Regions from separate parts of the Gossypium arboreum genome. Here region 1 is linked to region 2. A link is a contact called in public Hi-C data. All regions are on one chromosome and are shown on one strand. The core of a region is the stretch at or near the end of the contact, and the rest is flanking DNA. Distances in the headings are between cores, read along the strand shown. Region 1 holds the start of LOC108467298 (receptor protein kinase CLAVATA1-like). Region 2 holds the start of LOC108467270 (synaptotagmin-2-like).

What was found. Hi-C and Micro-C count contacts between places; a contact is called where the count stands out from the background.
Region 1: a Hi-C map of leaf shows a contact between it and region 2, with 2.2 times the contacts expected there. The contact joins the promoter of LOC108467298 here to the promoter of LOC108467270 in region 2. A contact is called at or near these places in 3 of 5 Hi-C or Micro-C datasets (all in leaf).

The regions. Positions count from the first base shown.
Region 1 is chr3:110,859,132-110,862,301 of ASM2569848v2, reverse strand. LOC108467298 (receptor protein kinase CLAVATA1-like) reads right to left here and starts at 1,858. Exons shown (of 2, transcript XM_017767909.2): 1 at 1-1,858. The coding sequence starts at 1,246.
Region 2 is chr3:110,679,559-110,682,885 of ASM2569848v2, reverse strand. It overlaps LOC108467270 (synaptotagmin-2-like), which reads right to left and starts at 1,942. Exons shown (of 12, transcript XM_017767868.2): 1 at 1,530-1,942; 2 at 772-870; 3 at 620-670; 4 at 407-530; 5 at 140-258. The coding sequence starts at 1,640.

The DNA.
Region 1 (3,170 bases), core at 609-3,108, 180 kb before region 2:
TACGAATCTTGGTAAGAGACTTGCAGTTGCCAAGTTCTTCAGGGAGTGGACCAAAGAAGAAATTTTCCATCATAATCAACGTCTCCAACCTCCCCCCCCTGCATAAATCCCGAGGAATCAATCCAGTGAGGTGATTCGAAGCAACGTCAAGCTTATAAAGCTTCCCATTGCGCCCCAGATTCTGGGGCAATTCAAACGTAAAGTTGTTTCCCCACACCTGAAACACTTCAAGATGAGGATAATCGCCTACGAATGACGGTATCAAACCGTAGAGATTGTTTTTGAACAAATTTATAAGCGTAATGTTGTTCAAAGCAGAGAAACTGTCCGGTATCTCCCCTGTGAGTTCATTTATAGAAAGATCAAGTGATTTCAAGCTGATTAAACCAGAGAGTTGAGAAGGGATACGGCCGGTGAGACGGTTGAGTTGAAGGAACAAGGAGTGCAAGTGTTTCAAATTGCTCAAACTCGAAGGAATCTCACCGGTTAGGTTACAGCTTGCCATGTCGAGAAGTTCGAGTTGACTCAATGACCCATACTCAGGTGGAATGCCTCCAACGTAGGCGTTGAAGTATCCGATTACCAAGTATTTGAGGTTTGTTAAACGAGCCAAAAAGGCAGGAGTTTTCCCTGTTAAACCGATGCCATTAAGACCCAAATATTCCAAGCTCTGGATTTCAGAGTACTCCTCCGGTATCTCTCCCATGAAAAAGTTGCCTCCGAAAGATAAATGCTTGAGATATTTAAGATTGACGACCTCAATGGGAAGAACACCCGTGAAGTTATTGTTATAAGCATCGAGAGTCTCGAGGTGAATCATGCCTGCAAAGATTTCTCCAGGGAAACTGCCTTGGAAAACATTGTTGGAGATGTTGAATATCTTAAGAGAAGTCAAATTACCCATCTCCACAGGAATCCTCCCCGTAAGACTATCGGAAGAAATAGTGAGGTTGACTAGCTTGTTGAGAAGCCCAATTTCAGGAGGAATGGTGCCAAAGAGAGGAGCAAACGACACGTTCAGAGCAACAACACTGAAATCCTCATCGCATTGAACACCAGAGAAACGGCAATGTGCTGATGGAGATGAAGAGAATTCCCAGTTCTCGAGTCCCAAACCTTTGGGTCCAATCATTGAAGACTTGAGCAGCAGCAGAACTTCAAGATCACTGGAACCATAGACGATGGCCGAGAAGAGTAGTAGAAGAGTCGAGAAAACACAGAGAAGATAACTGTAAAAGCTTCTCATTTCAGTGTTCTTCTCTTTTCCTGAGCTCAGATAGAGGTGAAGGCTTTACTATCAGTAGCTCACTACGTTAAATAGAGTTGTACTGTATATTGGATCGCAAAGAGGATCGTAGTTCCCAAAGCATCAAATGTTGGATATGAAATAAACAAATACAAAATCTGAACTCTGAAAAAGTCAGGGAGAGAGTGTGTGAAAGGAGCGGAGTCTGGATTGCATGAAACCGCTAAAGACACGGCAATACGATGGCCCATGGTTCGCATCGTACACTACATGGAATTGAAAATGGTAGAACACAGAAAGGGTTAACGTTGAATTTACTAGTTTTTAAAGCTTGTCAGCTCTGTGAGTCAAACATGAGGGAGGGAGGGAGGGAGGGTCCCCATGGCAGCAGGAAGAACGTTTGAAACGTTAACTCGGGACGGAGTTGATGAAGGTTACTATTTTACGTGGGGCTTAGAGACTGTGAATTGCTAAGGGTACCATACTCATCTGGTTTGACGGCGTGATCTGCCGGTTCTAAAGATTGGCCCTATTATAAATGCAGCTGCCCACTGCATTACTGTCAGACGCCAGTTGTTTTTTCTTTTTCTGAAAGAAAAAAATCACTCGGAAAAACTGTCAAATTCACTAGGTTGAGCTTGGTAAAAATATTATACCATATATATCTTATTATTATTTTGAGCATTTGGGATTATGAAAGATGAATGTGGATTTTGTCTTTTGGGGGAGTGATGAAGACAGAGGATGGGCTTTGGGGGTCAATTGCTGGGCCCAGATTAAAGGCTGTGAATGTCCTTTCCCGAAGAAACACCTTTTTCTCCCTCTGACTCCTTTTTGGCAGTGAGCTAAAAGTCTACTCTTTTTGTTCTTTTCTCCGATCGGGACCGTCCACAAAATAGGGGACCATTGTTGATTGCCTCTGCACTAACTTCTCCTTTTGCTTCCTTCCCTATCCCTTATGCAATTGTTCATGGACCAACCCAAGTATTCTGCAGCTTCTTCTAACCATCCAAGTGCTTTGACATCCAAAGTAGAATTTCTTCATCATCTCATTCAAATATTTGTCTTCTTGTTTAAGCAACATTTATGATTGGGCCATTAGCTTGTTAGAAAACTCCCAAGGGAAAAAAATAAACTATGTTATAAAATAACATATGATAGTGTTCATGAAAAAGATAATGTAAACATGACTATATCATGAATATAGATATGCTACATTGTGAGATAAGGTATAGATTAAAGAGTCAAATGGATATTAATTTTTTTTTTGTAATTTTAAGAGTCCAAATATCAGGAGCATAGGGAAAAACAATAAAAGATGAAAGCTTAACCCTCACTAGGGCTAAGAATAAAAATAAACTCAAATCGAGATATTTAGATAGTTTATCGAATATAAGTTAAAAAATCACGATGACCGAAATTGAATTAAATTTTATTTTTATTTATATATAATTAATTTTAGTTTTATGATATAAAAATAAATATTTTATATTTAAAATAGTTAATAATTTAAAAGTTCTTAAAGAATTATTATTTTGAGAAATATTTATGAAAAAGATCTAATTTTTTAAATAATATTTAAAAGTCATAAAATAAAGCTCATTTTATCAAAATAAGTCAAAAATAAAAACAATAAATTCATATAAAAAATTAAGAACCAAATCGAACTAAACCGAATTATGATGGATGGTTCAGAAAATTTAAAAAATCTGATTGAACTAAATCAAAATCACCCTAATCTTGACAACAAATGTTAGGTACTACAAGTTAAATTTGTATCGATACAAGTATAAGATTCTCAAAAATATCTTTGAAAAAAAAGCTTAACCTCAACACTTGTAACTGTTGAAATTATATAACATCATCTCATCATGTCCCAAATTATGGAAATCAAATTCTCTCAAATTTTTTGGTAAAGAACCCT
Region 2 (3,327 bases), core at 693-3,192:
ACTAGATCTTGTGGAATAATTTTGTCCACACAAGGGTGCACATAGTTCATGAGAGAGACAGACAGAATGTGTGCAAATTTCTCTCATGTTTTCACATAAATATTTCTTTCTTTTAATCCACCAGTACACTAGCAAATACCTGAACAGTGGCTTTTAATCCAAAAGCTTTAACTGCGATAATGATGTTAGGATTGCCTGCCCACTTAAGTGATGGTTCCATAATAATTTCCTTCTCATCAGTGACATAGACTTTCATTCCTGGCATATAATAAGAACAATAATGAGTATTTCTCTGCAAAAATTTGTGTAAATAAGCTAAAATATTCAAAACCACCATATGCATCTTATATGTCATATGAAGTTGATATTATGTATGTGTAGAATGTAATGGGAAAGAGTAGTCAACCTTGAAAAGTTGGTGGCAGGGTACCCAAAGTAAGTGTTTCAAATTCAACTGATTGAATTTTGTATTTTGGAATTTGCTCACCAATAATGGGCTTTGCTATATTCTTAGCAGTTGTGCAAATCGCCTTGAAAAACGAAGTGCCAGATACTTGATAAGGAATTCAATAATATAAGAGAGGCCATATATGTGAAAGGTCATTGCAGTTATACATACCGTATCTAGATAAGGCCACATGGTCTCGATAAATTTGTTAAGCCAGTCAACCTGCAGAGAAACAGACAGTGATAACCTTGATGCATACCTTAATATGAAGCACTTAAAGACCCAAATACAGAAATGAAAGGACATAGGATAGGAGAACATACACGGTCAAAATCTGGATTTTTGACCCACAAAGGGATCTCTGGAAGCAACTGCTGCAAAGTTTTAGAGTCTTCCTCAACCAAAGGACGGATTTTAGGATCCTGAACAACCAAAACATACAATGTGACCATCTTATCAATGGTTCAAAAGGCTGATTTATTCGTTGTTTTCCTATATGATAGCTTCATATGATAACTACAGCTTCTTATAAGTGGCACCAACAGACATCGACACAGGCCAAACCGGTTGGTCAATGGTGATCAAGTACAAAAAGCAAAATCCCAGAAAAAAAAAGCAATAAACAAAAGAATACCTCTATGTTTATTTATTTATTCTTGTTTTAGAATGCTAATACCTGCAGAGAAAAAATTGTGAATCCTCAAACTTAAATTTTCCCTAGAAAAGCCTAAGCTAATGCCTGATCATTTCAAAATCATGTTCTTTTCGACTGAAAATCATGGATATAAATCTCTCAAAGCGAGAACATTACAAATTACAAATCTTTGCACGGTGAAACAGGAAGACAGAATTCATAAACTCAAAAAGAACAACTTGAATTAACCATTAAATTATAAGAGTAAAAAAGAAACATTCAATCAGCTTAGAATAAAGTTATCATTTTTTTAGCACTTGTTCATTGTTTTAACAACAAAAATTCAAGCCGCTTATGGAAGAACAAGAACAGGCACCTAGGAAAAAAAAGGGACTCTGACAAAAACTAAGAAAAGCAAAAGGAAATTCAACCAAGAAAGAAACAAACCTTAACATCAGTGGGAAGGAAGTAGATGAACATGTAATACCCAATGACGATCCCAACCGAAGTTCCAATTCCGAATCCAAAAACACCCATTACAGAGCTCAAAACACCCATTTTTCCCTTCTGGTTTTTTTTTTTCAAGGATAGCTCAAGTAGTTTACTCAAAGAGGCATAAAAAGCTTTTGCTCTCTTCTGTTGAAGTGAAACTAATACCAAAAGGAAAACCAGAAATGGAATCTGAGAAAGATTCTTGTGGGAAGTAAAATTGGAAGCAAAAAGAAAAGAAATGGTAAGAGATATTAGAGTTAAAAAATCTTATCAGGAAGAGTGGAAGCATTAAAGGAGCATTTACAACTAGTGGTCAGTCCTTTACGTTCAAAGGAGCCGATGCCATTTTGGACCTACCAGAGGCTTTTGCTATGAAATTTTTATGCGCGTGATATCTTCTGTCGGTAACGTTAATTGGTTGGTTACGGATTAGTTTTTTTTTTTTTTTGAACTTACTACCTTAAACAATTTCTATATAACTACAGAAAGGCATTAGCTGTACTTTTCTCACTTTGCTCTTACATGAACAGATTATGGTCAATTCCTTCACTTTTTTAAAATTATATAACAATTGTTAATTTTTATTTTTATTTTTATATTTCACTCAAATTAGAAATTGAATCTCTATATTTTAATTTAGACATAATTTAATATCTTAATTTTATAATATTATTAGTTAATCTAAACATTTTATTATGATTAAAATATTAATGTAAATTTTAAGAATTATTAATATCATTAATTTTTCATTAAATTTCAGTTCATTACAATATTATTTTGTTTGTTACATGAATTCTGAATATCTTTTTAATTTCAAAATGTCATACTAGAAAATTTAAAAAATTATAATAGTATTAATAAATTAACCTAAATTTTAAATTAAAAAATAAAACATTAAATTTCTAAAAATAAAATATAATATTAAATTTTAAATATATAAAGATTAGAAAAAATTAAAATAAATAATTTACCCAAACACTAAGCGTGAGTAAAAATCATATTAATATATTACTAAAATTATGTAATCTATTAACTAATTAAAAACCGTTAGTAATATCATCTTAAAATTAGGCTAAATCAGGTTAAAACAAGCGTGTTTCACTTTCCCGACACAAAAGTAGTGTCAGTATCATTTTCCTTTTGGTTTTTAAAATATCATATTTGACAAGATGGATTTTACTTAAATAAATTATAAAAATTATAAAAGTTAAAAATATTACTAAAAATAGTAAAACAATTCTTCAATAACTTTTTAATTTGGTTCAATTAATGTTAATGTGTCATGATATTCTATTGACATTATAAAGTCTTTATTATATTAATGAAATTTGTCCTTTATCATCTACAATAAATATTCGTTATTTTCTTCTCTAAATTGTATGTTTCATTTATTGAATGAATCAATAAATTTATCTTTCAAAAAGAAAATCTCTATTTAAATTAATATACCAATTAGTTCTTAATCCAACCAATTTGATAGGACAGTTCGATTCGATTCTAGTAATCATAAATTTTTTTCACCTATAAACTAATTTGTGATTAGTATAATTCTGAAAATTAATTAAATTTTATTTTTAAAAATATATAAATCTTAAATATGAAAATCTAAATTAAAAGAAAAAGAAAAGGATGTTGGAGCATTTAATTTGGAATCACAAACAGATTTTGATGTTTGAGTTGAACAATTAATAAAATCAAAGTATGGAGGAGATAGTTGGCAATTAATAGGGACCAGATTTTTTGTAACTGATAT